4 separate regions of the Danio rerio genome follow, and all the other regions are linked to region 4. The links are chromatin contacts, called in public Hi-C and HiCAR-type maps. All regions are on one chromosome and are shown on one strand. Each heading gives the region's core, a stretch centred on a gene start, on an enhancer-like site or on the middle of the called end of the contact. The rest is flanking DNA. Distances are from core to core; before and after follow the strand shown.

Region 1 (2,700 bases), core at 130-2,629, 250 kb after region 4:
CACACTCTATACTTATGCACACATGATACACTCCATACATATATACACATGATACACCTGATACATATTCACAGTCTATACATACGCACACATGATACACCCCTTACAAATACACACACTATATGTACTTAGGCACACTTGATACAACCCTTACATATACACACTCTATACATATGTACTCCACAAATATAGGCACGTGATACACTCTATACATCTATACACCCCATACATATACACACTCAATACACCCCTTACAAATACACACATGATACACCCCTTACAATACATATATACACTCTATACATACGCACACATGATGCACCCCTTACACTTACACACACTATAAATATAGGCACATGATACACTCTATACATATACACACTATAAATATGGGCACATGATACACTCTATACATATATACACATCTGCACACACAATACACTCCATAATTATACATAAAGATTCCAAAGACATTTAGTGTATGGTCTAACTGACATTTTGACAGTTAGACGTGTAGTGTATGTGTATGAATTAATGTGTTTATAGATGTTTTCCTGCACTGGGTTGCAGCTGGAAGGGCATCCATGTGTAAAACATTCTTGATAGGTTGGGGGTTCATTCTGCTGTGGCGACCCCTGATGAATAAAAGGACTAAGCTAAAAAGAAAATAAATTAAATAGTAATTTCTTAAAATATAAATAATAATTTAATTTATGTTCATTTATGGCCATCTTTAAAAGCCATCTTGTGTTTAGTAAAATAAACGTTGATAGGGACCTAACCTTTTTTTTTAAAGAAATATATAAAACAATGAGAAATACCTGGGGGTTCATTCCGCTGTGGCGAACCCTGACCCAGGGACTAAGCCGAAGAAAAATGAATAAATGAATGACTGAATGAGAAAAACCCACTGACTAAATTAAGGGTGTAATGATCGTTACAAACAGCAGGGGGCGTTATGTCACTTCAAAATATCCATTGCACGAATTTAATTCATTCTCACAGTCCTTCCAGTATAAAATAAGGTTGAAATTATTAATGATTCACATTAAATAATAAAAAATTGTTCCCTACAATTTACTCTGCTATTATATTTATGTTAAGTATGATCCATAGCCTATGTTCTTCCAAACCTGCACTGCGCCCAGGCCGCTTGGGGATGCCCGTTTCTGAAGATTTTTCACTGACTCAAATGGGGGATTACCTCATTTCCATAACATCATGAGAGGACGAGGGCGTGATAGACACTTGTGATAAGTAACGCTGTACCTCACTTTTGACGTCACAGTCTGCGCCTCTCACTGGGCGACGGGCGAGTGGGTGTGTTTAACGGGGGGCTTCATTCATAAATACAAAAAGATTTTAAAGCCCAAATTCAGGAGAAGACCGGTGGAATCGTTCGCGAGCTTCCCCTCTTTCGTCTCATGGACCACGTGAATTAGAGTTCGGTGAGTTTTGGTTCGCCTGTCTTTCACACAGTTATTGTTTCCTCGATCAGCGTCTTGAATGACATCGCGCTTTATTATTGGAGGGTGATGATAGCCTGAAATGTGGAGAGAGCATCTTCAGCCAACGAGTTTCTGCTGGTCTGAGGAAGCACACAACCGATTTACTTTGCGTTTTACGGGTTATCTGTTTATTGTAAATGCTTGAACTCTTTTGTTTTGGGAGTGATATTTAAATCCATCTTGTATTTGGGTTTATCGAGCGTCTATTGATGCTCACATAACGCTGTTATGGCAAGCGGTTTAAACATTCATATATTTTAACTAACTGTGTTGTAGTCTAGTCATAACCAAAAACTGACTAGTTTTACTAGCGACAGTGATTATCTCAATTAAGCAACTTGCTATTCCAGCTTTACTAGTAGGCTAATTATTAGCTATTGTTTGTAGTAGCTGCTAGAACTAGAAAGTAGCAAAGCTGGAATAGCAGAAACAGTTTAAGTACAATAATACTTGTCTAAATAAATAACATGTGAATTCCCAATAACATAGTATCTATCTCTGTTAAAATAAATGTATAATGTAATCGATAATAAGTCGTTAAGTAGCCTACCATGAAAACGAAAAATGAATAGGATAAACAGAAGCGACAACAATACAATTATGAGTACACAGTTGTTCTCAAATAAGTACCGAATAACAATAATAATAAGTATCGAAAATATACACACACACACACACACACACACACACACACATATATATATATATATATATATATATATATATATATATATATATATATATATATATATATATATATATACGTGCAATTTATTACCAGTAACAATGAAATATTTACCAAAAAAAATCATGTTATCAAAAATATTTTTGTTGCTACTTGTCTACCAATGAAACGTAAAGCTTAAAAAAATAGCAGCAATAACTGATGTACTGTAATTGAAGTATCTGAATAAAGTGCACATTTAATTGAGATTTTTATATACGTTACTTCCACTGATATTACAACTGAATATTTAATAACCAATGATGAAATAGCTACACAAACCTAACTGACGATCAGTAGTGATGATAATACTTTGTAATATGTAAAATAAAGCTGCTAGTAACACAAACACATGCATTTGTATTAAAAAGTATTATTTAGCTATTGTATTTAGTAGCTGCTAGAACTAGAAAGTAGCAAAGCTGGAATAGCAAAAACCGTTTAAGTACAATAGCACTTGTCTAAATA
Region 2 (2,700 bases), core at 134-2,633, 210 kb after region 4:
GTCTATGGCAGGCCATTTAAACGTGTATTCCTTAAAATCTAGCTATATTTTTTCTAGTAGGCGACTGCTTTCTTTGTCTACATACTAGTAGTTGTTCCGGTAGTGACGACAATGTATTCAGATAGTCAGCAACTGCTTACTCCTTGCATACTAGAGATTATTATTTCATTGGTAGTCACGGTATAACACTGGAATTGATAACTATGTCAGTAGTCAAAATGACTCATTTTTAAAAATAAAATAGTATTAAATTAAGAGTTGCTATTAAAACTGGAATAGATATTAGCTGGTCAGAAGTGAACAGTTAGAATGACTATCAGTGTCAACAATAGTTAAAGGGATAATTTACCAAAAATTGAAAACGTACTCACCCCTAAGCGATTTCCGAAGAAAGCTGAAAACCTGTAACCAACCGATGACTTCCATGATAGGGAAAACAATTACTACAGGTTTTCAGCTTTCTTCGAAACATCTTATTCTGTGTTCAACAGAAGAAAGAAAGTTAAACAGGTTTGGAACATGTGAGTAAATAACGACAGAATTTTCAGTCATGAGTGAACTATCCCTTTAAATGCTGTAATGTTTAATAGATAAGAACTAGTGAATAAACACTGCTATCTTGTGAATTTTTTCCAGCGAGTTAGAAAGGCAAACTATAGGCACTACTGGAGTAAGTACTAATAAGAAGAAAAAAAAACATACAAAACATACTAGCTTAAATTAATAAATGCTAAAACGGCTTGCCAATAGGCATGGCTAAAAAAAATCTCCATTAGGAAACCCAGCCAAAGCCACCTTCTGACCGGCTCATTGTTAAAACAGCTAACCCGTGCAATCTAACAGGAACACATCAGACCACTACTCACGTTTCTTTGTGTAGCAGAGCGAGTCTTTCTTTGGGTACTTTCAGTCTTTGAGAGAGTCTTCGCTTTAGCCCTTCCACGGTCTCTTCTGCGGGAAGGGAGAGCTCGAAGCGTGTGCCGGTGGTGGAGTGGATGTACAAATTCATGGGGGGCTCGCCGGAGACGCTCTCGCAGGACGGCGCAGCTCCGCGACTGCTGCAGCTCCGGGCGCTCGGATGCTGGTCCATTCGATAGCCTACGATAGAGGAGACAGGGTCGATGGAAGCGGGCGGATAGGGCTGGGTGTCTCAATGGAAAGCTATTGGAAAAATATTCCCAATGATTATTCCCGTTTGGTGATGGATCCTGCGGCGATCCCCCGAATTAATATCTTCAAATACAGCAGTTTTTAATTCTATTTTTCCGATAGTGCATTCAAATGCATATTCTGCAAGTGTAGTCCTTTGTCGTTGACAGTGTACTGCAAAAACCAGCGCGATCTTTCCTTCTTTTCTTTATATATGTATATTTCTTTATATCTGTTCCTATGTTTTAAAGCGCAGCTCTCATCGCGGAGAGAAACTCCAGTGAAACACGCATAATAATGCCCGTTGTTTCACCGTGTCTCACTTCCACTGTGCCGCTATGATTACACCCACAAAAGCTCTGCCCAATCAAAGGAGGGGCTAGTGGTGACGTCATATACACAGCCAACGGGAGGACGGCCTGCTCACCCACGTGGAGCGCAAACACCGCCTCATTTCTCTCCCCCACACCGCTTTCCTCATTGAGGACAAATCCAATCTGAGTGGGCGACGAGCTCCAGTCCTGGAGTTCCAGCCCACTGTTACCAATTCCACACCATTCATGAGGCAAACTGTCAAAGTAACAAAAGTCACCCAATATAACCTTGAATGTTTAAACAGCAACACTGCGCGGTCTATTTTCAAAACACAGCAAAAATACTTTGTGTCACCTTGCTTTTCGTGTGTAGCTAATGTTGCATATTTGTTGACATTTAATGGTAGACATTCTTTTGCTGAAGCTAAAGAGTTTATGGATTTGTAGTTTTTATATACAGCTATGGAAACATATTAAAAACCACTTGACAATTATGCTTCCTCTGGATTTAGGATTTAGTGATTTGGGGGCCCAAGCAATTTCAGCCATGGGGAACAAAAGTTCTAAAATGCTCATTTTGTACTTTAATTGATTTATTTTGCATTTTTTTTCTTTTTCTACATTTTGTCTTCTTAATGCAAAAATAATACCAACATGTAATGCATCTCGTAAGCATTTTAAATTATTTATTTTCTGAAAATTAAAAGTAATTCTTTACCTAATTTGCTGGACTTCTCCATGATTGAGGGATACATTTGCACAGATATAATAAACATTAAACTTTTATTTTTTTAGACACACTTGTTATACAAAATATGATTTAAATATAATTTATAGGAGTAATTTATACTTCTAGGTATTTATTTGGGGGCCCTCAGATTTCCTGGGGCCCTAAGCTGCCGCTTATCTTGCTTATTGGTTAAATCCGCTCCTGACTGGACTTATACAGCTATGGCTTTATTTTTAAAAGGTCTTCTCGCAAATTTAAAATAAAAATATTGTCATTTAGAGCCTTTTTACTGACAGAAAATCAGGAATGTCACTGAAATATTAATTTATTAAAGAAATTCATGTTGAACACGTGTATGTTGTTGTTGTCTTAACCCTATCACTGCCTTGCATTTCTTAACTCCTAATGTCGCTAGTTAACACACTCAATGCATTTTATTTTACATTTCTAAAATATCAACCTCTACCAAATGGTTGATGTGTCGGTTTATAGTAAAAGTACCAGATT
Region 3 (2,700 bases), core at 28-2,527, 160 kb before region 4:
TAAAATAATAATTTTACGTTTTAATAAACTAAGACCTTTTATTTATTTATTTATGTCGACTGAGAATGCTAATAAAAGTCTATGAGAGGGTGCATTTTGCGGCAGAGGTGTGTTTCTCGGCATAACACCGGAGCACCCGGAGGAAACCCACGCGAAGTCCACACAGAATGCCAACAGACCCAGCTGAGGCTCGAACCAGCGACCTTCTTGCTGTGAACATTGTAATATGTTACTTTAAAAGTAACTTTACCCAACACTGCCGGTAAACACTTTCCCTCACACCAACCGTTTACGTCTTTCATTTTGTCTGAGCCTGGAAACGGTCTTCTCCGCGTGATCGGATTTCAGAGCGACCAAAATGGTTCTTCAGTCGTTTAAAATGTGAAAAAGTCGTTCAATATTAGCGATAATCGCTTTCACAGATATCTTAATAGTATAAATACCAATATGTTAAGTAAAATCACATCTTATGGAGTCTTTTGGTGTTATTGTGACGTCATAACACTTTCATCAGGATTATAGTGAGTACTGAAATTATATTCTTCATTACTTTAATTAGTTGCATGTTTGGGTATATATCTCAAACTCAAGCCTAATTTACTACGTTTATTTCCCCAACAGAATAACTTTATGCCTGCAGAGACGCGATATGACCTCTAAACGGCAGTGTGGCGCTAATTTATATCACTCTCCATTAATCCAGTTTAGAACACTTTACATTATGTAAAACATTGCTTGTTGCTCGTTTCAAATGCAAATGAACTAAACCCTGCATATTTATAACAAAATTAAACACTTTAAAATATAATATTGCTGGCTTTGTATGCTAGCAGCATCTCCGTTTATGAGTCTTATAAATGATAATTATTGTCAAAATGCTCAGACCTTGCATAATAACAGCTCAACACGTGAATATATGCATGATCAGTAGTATTACACAGATAATGTGCCAAAACAGCTCCATGATGAATAAGCGTTCAAATCAAAATAGACACATTCACGCTCCTCTACTGAGGATGCTCCATCTGAAAGGGATGCGGTTTATGCTTGACTGAGCTCTCCAGCATCAGGGGTGCTCAGCCAATCAGACGGCACTCCCGGTGTCTCCCTGCCTCTTAATTGGCTGACACTTCCAGCAAGAGTAGCTGATCTACGCGTGGAGCCTGGTTTTATCAGCCAGTAAGCCAGTAGACTGAAGCAGGGCACACACAGTGAGAATAGAAAGAGCAATAAGAGGGTGACTGTTGCTAGAGATAAGCGCTGCCGAATAAATCAAGATGAACCACAGCTCCAACGAGAAAGAACCTGAGACCATAGAGCCACTGCGTTACCTCAGGTATGCTATGTTTTTTTTTTGTTGTTATTACGCCTCATAATGTGAGCAGTAGCAGTTTGTGTTTAAATGCATCTTAATAAGGGTGAATACTGTTTGTATCATTACTTCAGTCTAACTGAATGTAATTTGGGACACAGACGGATGGCTGTAATATCCCTTACTGTCTAAAGAAAATGCATCTAACTTCATTTCCTCCCAGCTTTCCTGTTTGCCAAACTAAGGGACGTTGATTAAGATCAACGTGCTTTAATAACCTGGCATGCAGGCAGCAAACAGGTGAAAGAAACGCTGCACTTCAGGTCTCTCTACAGCAGTTTGTGAGTGATTTAGGTATGTCGGTGAAGGTGATGTGACATTTTAGCTGCTGGATGTTGTGATGGCAACATCACAGCCAAAGATCTGCTCTTTAAACAAGCAGGAGGCCGCCTGTTTTCTGATCCGAGTGAAATATGGCATCTGTCAGAGCACATTATCAGTCTATAAAAGTGTCTAATTCGATCTCGCATCTGACAAAGTGCCTCGTATTCTTGTAGGATACTGATTCAGCAGAGTGTAACTGGAGAATCTCTATAAAAACGATACAGAACAAATGGTGTTTTGATCATGAGCCTGAGCGGCATGAGGTTTGCTTTCCTGGCAAAAGAGGCCCTTGAAGCTCTTCACACCAGCCCACGGTGTTTAGAATACACTGGTCGGCAAGAGACGAAGCAAATTATACACTTTAAGGGAGTACGGAATAATAGGATTTAAGGATTTGAGGTTTAACGGCGTGAATTCAGGGGAGATTAATGTTTCTACTGTTACTTAAACCCCCAAAAATGTTGATTTTGTATGGATTCATCACACAGTGAGAACACAAACAATTGGCATTGTTTTGTATAGTTTTTTATTTAACATACTGATTTGTAGTGTATATCCTGGGATTTGTATGTGTTAATGGCCCCTGTGTTCTTTTATTGATGTCAGGTATTGACGCCGATACCAAGACTGACAACCCTGGGTTGGAAAAAGATGGGTTTTCAGGTCGCCATGCTGTTTGTCCCGTTTTGTGTGTGGATTGCTATTTAAAATTCAATCATTCATTAATTTTCCTTCGGCTTAGTTCCTGATTTATCATGGGTCACCACAGCGTAATGAACCACCAACTATTCTGGCACATGTTTTACTCAGCGGATGCCCTTCTAGCTGCAACCCAAGTACTGGGAAAGCTACTTATAATTATTGTACAGTGGTCCCTCGCTATACTGTAATCCTGCGCATTGTGTTCTGCGTCCTGATTGGCTGTAGACCACTGTCAATCAATCTCCAAATCGTGTCTCCTGTACAGTACAGAATGCGTTCAGCTTGCTAAATCTATTTAATTT
Region 4 (2,700 bases), core at 108-2,607:
TTCCCACCTCTTCCTCTGCTGCCTCTGAAGAAGCCTCTGCCACCACCTCTGGAACCCCCTCTGAAACCACCAGACCGTCCACCAGATTTGCCAGCTTCATCAACGCGAATCATGCGACCATCAACTTGCTGGAAAACAAAAACGACAAAAAAGACTCAAACATGCACAATTCAAATTAGAATAACATTTATCTAAACCTGAAAAATACCCAGAAAAAAAGGATAGACGTTACAAAAACCCTCTTACAACAAATACATGGTGTCTTAGCACTCAAAATTACAGATTTTATTCATTAAAAGGCTAAAATTCTAACCTTTCCATTCATGGCAGCCATGGCATCCTTAGCATCTTCTGGATTTTCAAAGGTCACAAAGCCAAAGCCTCTAGAACGGTCAGTTTCACGGTCTCTGATAACATCAACTATAAAAAAATAAAATGAAAAATTACAAATTAATTTTACACACACATATACAAATTAATATAAAAGTATACAAATACACACGTAAAATGGAACTAAATACAAACCTTTGGCAATGGTTCCATATTTGGAGAATGCTTCCTCCAAGGACTGTTCTGTTGTATCATAGCTCAGACCACCGATGAAAAGCTTTCCCTCGTCAGACATGATGATAACCTGAAAAAAAAAAATGTTGACTTAAAAGCGTAAAGTATATAGATCACCGCGTGCACACGAGAATCGAAAGCAAAAACACCGCACCTAAAAGTGCGTCACAAGGAAACGCCATTTTCTAACCATCCCCCTTCCTCACAACGTGCTGCAGCCATTTTGCTTCAAAGAAAGGCTTTAATCTTAAATACATCAGCGCACCCAATACTTAACATCTTGATCGATCCTCGTTTTAAAAAAATACAGTGAAACGATTACTTAATGCTAAACCCGGTTTTGTAAAAAGTAGGTCAGTGGAACTAGGTCACGGAAAGCAATTAGCGTCAACGACACGCCAGCAGCGTGAACAAAGAAAGTCACAAAATCGTACAATTCCGCGACTACTTACATGCTGCATTTGAGACCTTTTAGGTAAAACGGTAGTCACACCGGGGAACATTACACAATACCTATTTTAAATACTTGTAAATATGAAAGTATATCAAATATCGCCTAAATGCGAACAATAAAGCAGAATTACAAACTAAACATCAACAGAACAAGCCGAATCAAATTAATGCTTCAGTATAGACCAAAAACATGGCAAGAAAGATCATATTTGTTACCTCAGAGTTTCTGTTGAACACACAGGACGGTTGTACAGCGCGTCGCCGACTGCGGCAGAATGAGAAAGAGCACAGAAAATGGCGCCCGTTTAAAGGCTTCACGTCACTGCGGATCAATGAGGGCGGGTTCACTTCGCGTCGCGTCACAGGCTTTACATGAATAAAGATCCCTTTGTTACGGTTATAATGCTCTCACGCGGAAACATATTGCTTTTTGTCGCATATGAATGGTGTGTGTAATATTTACGGTCATGAATTTACAGTTACCAGTGGATAGGGTAAATAACGACCAAGTTACTGCACTTATATTATTGACAGAAATAAATAAATAAACCATGTTGTTATCAGAATAATCAGAAGACATAAACTCATCTTCCAGTTTACCAATGAAATAGTGGAGAGCAGGGACGAAAGTACCATTTTTCATAAAATCCTTTAAAAAAAATTTTTTAGTAGATTTTTATTTTTTGTTGCTATGGTTTCTAACTCACAATGTCTATCAAAATCAGGTGTTTTTTTTTTTGTATAAATGTAGAACAACTCTCATATAACATATAACTCATATAACAAAAGTTGCACAGTGTTACTTTTGACCCCATCAGTAGGGAAGAACACACGTCTGTCAAAAATATCACAACTTGTTAGATATTTCTTTCTTTCTATTTATTTATTTATTTATTTATTTATTTATTTATTTATTTATATCTAGTATTAGTGCTAGTGCTAGATTTCCTGACTTAATCTTGTTTATTTTAAATATATCTGACTAAAACTATGTTAATATTCACTGCAAAAATATTTGTCCTCCTTTGTTATTACAAAAAAATTAAATGTCATTTTCATTTTAAATTTTAGTTCAACCAAATCTTTTAAAAGCGATCCAACAATGCAAAACTTGAACATTTCCTACAATTTTTAAATATTTTTTTATTATTATTGGCAATATGCATCAATTTTATAAACCATTTGAATGCAAACACTGCAAACTAATGTGTTATTAAGAATAAGGTTTGTCTTTTAACAGTGGGACACGATTTATAGTTTGTCCTTGAAGGAACTCATTTAAATCTGATTTACTTTTACACTAAAAAACTCAGAGAATGCAAACTTAAGGATGTGTTATTGCACTAAATAACCCACAGATATCATATAGCGTGACACATGAAAAGAGAAACAAAACTTAATAAGAAAAAAAGAACTGCTACAACAATTTATTTTTTGCACTTAAAAACAGAAATACAGGCCTAACCGCGGAACATTGTCCCAAAATTAGCTGATATTTGGCAGCTCCATCAAGGTTTGCACGATGAATGTGCTAGTTTAACCTGGAAAGCAAATGTTGTCAGTGCGCTGAAAAAAACAAACAAACAAACAAACAAAAACGCTTTGTTACTTTCGTCCCACATTACTTTTGTCCCCGCTCTCCCTTTTGAATAAAAAATTTTTGTAACAAATAGTTGGGCCTAA

The links. Hi-C and Micro-C count contacts between places; a contact is called where the count stands out from the background. HiCAR-type assays count read pairs that join an accessible place to other places.
Region 1: a HiCAR-type map of caudal fin shows a contact between it and region 4, with 4 times the contacts expected there. The contact joins the promoter of cbarpb here to the promoter of cirbpb in region 4. A contact is called at or near these places in 2 of 4 datasets of contacts at active chromatin or transcription factors (caudal fin and embryo).
Region 2: a contact with region 4 is called in a Hi-C map of hematopoietic stem cells, with 4 times the contacts expected there. The contact joins the promoter of midn here to the promoter of cirbpb in region 4. A contact is called at or near these places in 6 of 18 Hi-C or Micro-C datasets (caudal fin, embryo, gastrula embryo and 2 more) and 4 of 4 datasets of contacts at active chromatin or transcription factors (caudal fin, embryo, gastrula embryo and 1 more).
Region 3: a Hi-C map of skeletal muscle shows a contact between it and region 4, with 3 times the contacts expected there. The contact joins the promoter of yjefn3 here to the promoter of cirbpb in region 4. A contact is called at or near these places in 6 of 18 Hi-C or Micro-C datasets (caudal fin, embryo, hematopoietic stem cells and 1 more) and 1 of 4 datasets of contacts at active chromatin or transcription factors (embryo).

What each region holds. Positions count from the first base shown.
Region 1 is chr22:18,490,925-18,493,624 of GRCz12tu, forward strand. cbarpb (CACN subunit beta associated regulatory protein b) reads left to right here and starts at 1,380. Exons shown (of 10, transcript XM_680490.10): 1 at 1,380-1,448.
Region 2 is chr22:18,450,242-18,452,941 of GRCz12tu, forward strand. It overlaps midn (midnolin), which reads right to left and starts at 1,384. Exons shown (of 7, transcript NM_207052.1): 1 at 867-1,384. The coding sequence starts at 1,090.
Region 3 is chr22:18,082,728-18,085,427 of GRCz12tu, forward strand. It overlaps yjefn3 (YjeF N-terminal domain containing 3), which reads left to right and starts at 1,278. Exons shown (of 6, transcript NM_001044843.1): 1 at 1,278-1,336. The coding sequence starts at 1,278. It overlaps LOC141380303 (a long non-coding RNA gene), which reads right to left. Exons shown (of 4, transcript XR_012398126.1): 4 at 2,229-2,700.
Region 4 is chr22:18,239,562-18,242,261 of GRCz12tu, forward strand. cirbpb (cold inducible RNA binding protein b) reads right to left here and starts at 1,358. Exons shown (of 8, transcript NR_132111.1): 1 at 1,234-1,358; 2 at 526-634; 3 at 314-420; 4 at 8-128.